2 separate regions of the Mus musculus genome follow, and region 1 is linked to region 2. A link is a contact called in public promoter capture Hi-C data. All regions are on one chromosome and are shown on one strand. Each heading gives the region's core, a stretch centred on a gene start, on an enhancer-like site or on the middle of the called end of the contact. The rest is flanking DNA. Distances are from core to core; before and after follow the strand shown. Region 1 has its middle 6.8 kb from the start of Gm35700. Region 2 holds the start of Ovgp1 (oviductal glycoprotein 1).

Region 1 (2,904 bases), core at 246-2,745, 1.4 Mb after region 2:
AGCCTCTCCAATTCTTTTACCATACTACTCAGAGGGCTGCTGTGGCAGGCTGTCATGACCTATAAAACCGTCAGCACTAGGTGGTCCTTTTGTGAGTCTTCTAGACTTTTTGGTTTTTAAGATGTCTTTATCAAGACAAATCTCTCAAAAGTAGAGGGCTCTGAGTGGGCTTTCTGCTTGTGTTTAGGGAAACGGAAGTCTCAGAGATGTAGTTGCTAGTGAAGGCTCTGAAAGGCCACCAGGAGGGCAGACAGATCAAACTTCTGAGTGATGACCTGGGACAGAGCCAGGACTTCCAGTAGATGTGTCAGGAACAGATTCAGTAGCAAGTAAAAAGAGTGTTCTGAAGATGCCACAAGAAAACAGAAGCAACGACTCGGAGAGGAAACGAGATAATCAAGGAGGGACTTCAGATGGCTTTAAGGGACTGGTCAGAGGTAACGCAACAGGTGGTGGGGCAACTTACTGACTTGGCTTTGCTGACTCAGTTCTCCCTAGCCAGGCAACAGTCCTTGAGGGAGGGAAGAGGAGGAGCCTGTGGGGAAGCAAAAAGAAGGAAAGCAACTGGGGAATTGGGCCCTGGTTTGGCTGAATGTAACGAGTTTGCAGAGCAGCAGTCCTGACTCTGGCCTCCTTAGGCCCCAGAGCCTAGAACGGTACACAATCCTCTTACTCAGTTAACTCAGCAAACATTTATAGGCCTGCGAGTCAGTTCCCCGCAGTAGACCCACGTGGGATTGCTAGCCCTGGCGAGCCTCCTGCCTAGCGACCAGCAGAGGGCAGAAAAGACCCGCAGATGCCAAACTCTGCACAGCCTGCAGCCTAGCTTCTGGCGGGGAGGGGGGCGGGGGGAGGGGTGTGGGGAGAAACTAGGTCACTTGGTCCTGCCAAATGGCAACATTGACAGGGGTGGACACACTGGGACTCAACACAGAAACTGTGAGGCCTCGAACACCACCTTGCCAAGAGCACTCATGCCTCTGGGCTTGCAGAAGTCACCGTTGCTTGTAGAGGGAAGGATGAGATCGTGTGTGTGTGTGTGTGTGTGTGTGTCTGTGTGTGTGTGTGTGTGTGTGTGTCTGTGTGTGTGTGTGTGTGTCTGTGTGTGTGTGTCTGTGTGTGTGGTCTGTGTCTGTGTGTGTCTGTGTGTCTGTGTGTGTCTGTGTGTGTGTGTCTGTGTCTGTGTTGGGGGGGTGTTTGGTTTATTTTGCTTGAAATAGCTTGCTGCAGTACTTGGCTTTTTTTTTTTTTTTTAGATAAATTCTCACTCCAGACTCCAGGCTGGCCTGGAACTTAGGGTCCTCCTGCCTCACAGTGATGTACAGCTACATGTGGGATAGCTCAGGGTCGGGGCAAGGAAGTTCTTCCATCAAACAATTAAGTAGCAGGCTCACCTCAAGCTGTGTTTTAGAGTAAAGGGGAGGCCAGACCCATGCAGAGCACTGATGGGTGGGGCAGGTTGCCTCAAGAGAGTTTACCAAAGCTCAGAGCCCTCTTTGGTCTGGGAGGAAACTTCCATTTGGAGGTGAGGGGGAGGGCTAAGTGGACGGATGTGGCTAGGTGAATGCCAGATCATATTTCTTAATGGTTAGAGGACAGACTTGGAGTCAGATTAGCTCTTTCTCTTAGTCTTGCCAACCAGAGGTTATGAAACCTTGAGTCGGCCATTTCCAACCTCGTTTTTCTCCTCTGTAAGCTGGTGAGACTGTCATAAAGATGAAGTGGAAGAACTCTCCAGTGTGTGAAAGTGTTGTTGAGTCTCCTCCCCTCTGTCCTTCTTAGTGGCACACCATGTACCAGAATCATATCTGTGACAGGTACCTCTTGTGCTGGACAGGGAGGAGGGACACCCACGAGGCTATTAGTCCTTCAAGTAAACTTGTCCTTCAGGAATGCTGTTACAGTGGGGCCAGGAGGCTCCTCTCCATCGATGCACATAGTACCCTGCTACTAGAAAATGTGGGTGTCTGGGGCAAATGTTTTTCTGGCTCCTCAAATCACAAGGCCTTTGGGGGACGAGGAATTAGTAAGTTAAAAATGGTCTTGATGAGAGGAAAGTTGGAGACAGGATGATACTCCATTTCTTCTCATGGACTCTGTGAAACGTAGAAGGTCCATCTGAGTGCCTTGTCTAGGACTGCTTTATATGAGTGAGTCTGGAAGACATTATGCTAAGTGAAACATGCCAGGCTTGGAAAAACAAATACTGCATGCTCTCCTGTGAGGAAGCCAAAAGTCAATCTCGCTGAAAATGAGCACGGGATGGTCGTGACTCGAGGCTGGGGAAGGGCTGGCTAATGCATAGCATTGTGCAGGAGGAATATATTCTACTGTCCTATCATCACAGTAGGGGGACATAACTTATGGTATATTTCAAAAGAGCTGAAGGAAAGGTTTTGGAATGTTTCCGACATAAAGAAGAGATATATGATTGAAGTATGCTAATCACTTTAATCCAATCATTAAACATTGTATATAGTATTACAACTATCACAATTCACCTCATAAATATGAATAGTTATTTTGAGGTTTTTTTTTTTAAAGAGCAACTTGTGAGTGTTTTCTCTTCATTAAGCCCTGCAGCAATACCTGTGCTGCCTTTCTATGTCAACAGAAGGAAATCAGGCATGGATGCTCTTACATAAAACAGCTAAGCACAGTGTTCCATACTTATTACTTGGCAATGAGGCAAGAACCTTGGAGAACTAGTTTGAGGTTTTAGTGATCAAAAAATAAATGAAAATGAGGCTCAGAGAACCATGCAACCAGGGAAAGGAACTTTCCCGTCCTTTTCTATGCTCTTAGGTTCTTTCTCTGTGACCATTTGGACATTTGGCTGGATCCCCGCATTGGAGTCTCTGCCTTTGGGAAAGGCTCTTCCCGAAGTCCTTCCGTTCAAATCCA
Region 2 (3,170 bases), core at 400-2,899:
TTGGCTTTCTTGGCACCATATACCTCTGCATGTGGAGAGGTTAGGTACAGATTGGCAGGCAGATTACATTGAGAGCTAGTGCTCCTGGCAGCAGTGTAGTGGGGCACCTCGGTCATGCAGAAAGTCTCAGAAGTAGAGACCAGCATTTTATGTCAAGGTTTTAAAAGAAAACCAGCAGCGCCTCAGGCCATGAGTTAGAGGGACCCTGACAACATTGAGGCTCCAGAAATCAGATGTACCAATAGTTTATAGATCCGGTTGCAAAGTCATAGACCCAGTAACAAGAACTGGAGCACAGGAATGGTGACTGGGATGCAAGAGGAGCATGCATGGTCATTAGAGTGAAAAGGCATTAGGCGTCATTAAGCCAATGCTACTAGGTGTTGCCAATCCTGACTTATGTTGGCCTTGGGGGTACTTGCTGATTTAGGTCAAAAGTGGGATGTGGGAATGGATGGTACACGAAACAGATAGGACGAATGGGGCCCCAGGGATGGTACGTGCAGGAAGGGGCTCTAGGGTCTGTTCGATAATAAAGCCCACACTCACACACCCATGTTCTACATATTTTGTCTTTGTTCTTTGGTACCCAAATAAACTACTGGTTTAAAAATTATGAGGTTTCTTGCTTATTTCATCCCACAAATGAAGGACAAATGTTCAACAGATTTGACCACTGGGCACTGTTTTCCTTTCTCCTCCATTGCCCTGAGATCTGCTTAGTACCCCCTATTATAGATGCTCCATGTACAGCAGCATCTGTCTTAGAGAGGCTACACAGTCTGAGGCCATCTGGAACAGAGAAAGAAAACCAATGAATCAAAGATACCTGATTTATGCTTTAAAAAAACAAAAACTTTTCATGATTGTAGAGTTTCTTTAAAATTGGTTCTTGGGTATTCATATACCTGAGGCTCAGGTCACCTCATAGTTGGCTCATATGTTCGCCCAGTAGACACTGGGTCTGAACTCTGTCATGTAGAAAACATATAAAATGCTGTTTTAGTGTGTTTACTTCACCTGTTCAGAAGTGTCAGTATTTGCTTTTGAGCATCCTGCTCTTTTGAGCAACTTGCTAATGACATCTGTAAGTAATTAAACTTATATTTTATGCAAACCATAGTCTTCACATCTCTTTAGTTTTCATAAATTCCTTCGAAGTAAGAACAAACTATATGTGGGAAACAGGCTTTCTTTTATGTGTGGAAACTTTGGGGCTCAGTAACTCATCCAAAACTATAAAACTTCCTAAATAGCCAAAAGCCTTAGTCCAAAGCCAAAGCTTTGAAACTTTCTGATACAGTTTTCCTGATAATCTTGTATAGACTTCATCATGTCCTAGGTCTCCTCCATCTCAACTGCAGAGCTGGATACCAGGAAATGGGACTGATTGCCAGACAAGTCTCAGGGCTACTGCATTTGTTTTTGTTATAGCCTGTGGTGAATACTCACTCCCTGCTAGTGTCAGGTCAGGGATATTGATTTGTTGGCTCTGAGAACTACAGCTGTTCTGGAGAGAGAGTTCAAGTTGTCAGCGGTCATTGTGACTCTTGAATCATTGTTTCTGGCGTGGTGCTTACGTGTAGCTGACTCCATGCTGCAGGTGAGCCAACTCCTATTAAAGAGTCTTGAGCTTCATCACCAGAGCTACCAGGCAGTTGAGATGGGGAGGCTGCTGCTGCTGGCTGGTGAGTGTGACAGAGCCTAGCAATGACATAGTCCAGGAGATAGCAGTTTGTCTTGTCTCTAGTGCCTAGCAGAGAAACCTGGGGCTTAGGGAGCTGGATTATGTGAATGTGGGGTAGAAAAGAAAAGAAAGGCACCTGTGGAGGAAGGGGCTGGGCAGTAGTTCTCCAACCTGGTGGTTTTCATGCTTGGGCTTCATCTTGGACCAGTTAATTTGAAATTTCTGATGAGAGGGCTATGATGTGTATGTGCGCACGTGCGCGTGTGTGTACGTACTTTTGAATTTGTAGCCAGAATTGAGAATCACTGGCCGAGAGCTTTAGCACACACTTCTAACCATCATTGTCCCTATGCAAAGCAGGTACATGTAGCATGCGATGTGCTTTAGAAAAGGAGCTTAGACTAGTTCCACTCTGTTAGCTTTGGAGGAGAGGAAACCAGTGACTGATGCATGTCTCTATTTGTGTGTCTACATGTGTACATGGTGCTGAGCTGGAGAGGGCACTTGCTAACTGGAGGGTGTGTGGAGTGTGCACTCTGCATGTGTGTATATGAATTTCTTCATTTCCTGCAGGGCTGGTTCTTCTGATGAAACACAGTGATGGTGAGGAAACCACTTCTCCTCCAGAGCCAGGGAGATTCTCTGGCTAGGAAATCTCTATTCAGCGTCTCCTGAACCTCTGCCTGTCATGGCTCCTTGGCCAGAGGTTATTAATCCAATACAATCCAACACAGGACTCTGGTTATTTGCTGTTTGTATGTATCCTTATGTGCCAGGATCTACTCTCATGAGGCATTCTTTCTTCTCTGGAGCCTCAGCAAAAGGTCAGGATGTCTGGGGGCATGCATAAGCAGCTTTGGTGTATGTTTACGGGGGATATGGAGGCTGTTACAGTGGCCTGGTCTCTGATTAGGCTTGTTGACTCACTCTACTGTCAAGAATCTGAGTTCCCTTCTTGCCCCATGATCTCTGCTGATTAATACTTGCTCTTCTTGCCAGGTACTGCCTACAAACTGGTGTGCTATTTCACCAATTGGGCACATAGTCGGCCAGGCCCTGCCTCCATCATGCCCCATGACCTGGACCCCTTTCTTTGTACGCATCTGATATTTGCCTTTGCCTCAATGAGCAACAATCAGATTGTGGCCAAGAATCTGCAGGATGAAAACGTTCTCTATCCAGAGTTCAACAAACTCAAGGAAAGGTATGTTAGATGTGTACTTGAGTTCTCAGATTTTATAGCTTGAAGGAGATTATGCCCACAACTCTTATTACTCTTAAAATTTCCTGGTTTTTCTAATTCAATTTTCCCTCAAATGGGGATCTGAGTACCTCTGACATAAGAGCTCTCCATTGACCTGAGCTCCTCCTTGCCTTGATGACTTGGTAGTGTTGCCTCTTCCTGAGTGTCTTCACGCTCCTTTCTCCTGGGAAACTTTGGCTCACCCTTTGAGCCCAGTTGTGAGGAGTTAATGCTGCTAAT

Evidence for each region. Promoter capture Hi-C pulls out the DNA fragments that hold promoters and counts their contacts.
Region 1: a contact with region 2 is called in a promoter capture Hi-C map of the C10 cell line, with 5 times the contacts expected there. The contact joins the enhancer-like site here to the promoter of Ovgp1 in region 2. A contact is called at or near these places in 4 of 39 promoter capture datasets (the 3T3-L1 cell line, the C10 cell line, hippocampal neurons and 1 more) and 2 of 115 datasets of contacts at active chromatin or transcription factors (embryonic stem cells and microglia).

The regions. Positions count from the first base shown.
Region 1 is chr3:107,356,561-107,359,464 of GRCm38.p6, forward strand. No RefSeq gene overlaps it. Among named protein-coding and RNA genes, the nearest start is that of Gm35700, 6.8 kb to the right of the region's middle. Within about 2 kb of position 1,496, at least 94 of the 459 cell types and tissues checked have an H3K27ac peak or open chromatin away from gene starts, as enhancers often do. A contact at or near this core is called in embryonic stem cells, where this site is marked.
Region 2 is chr3:105,972,153-105,975,322 of GRCm38.p6, forward strand. It overlaps Ovgp1 (oviductal glycoprotein 1), which reads left to right and starts at 1,650. Exons shown (of 11, transcript NM_007696.2): 1 at 1,650-1,688; 2 at 2,261-2,290; 3 at 2,687-2,891. The coding sequence starts at 1,664.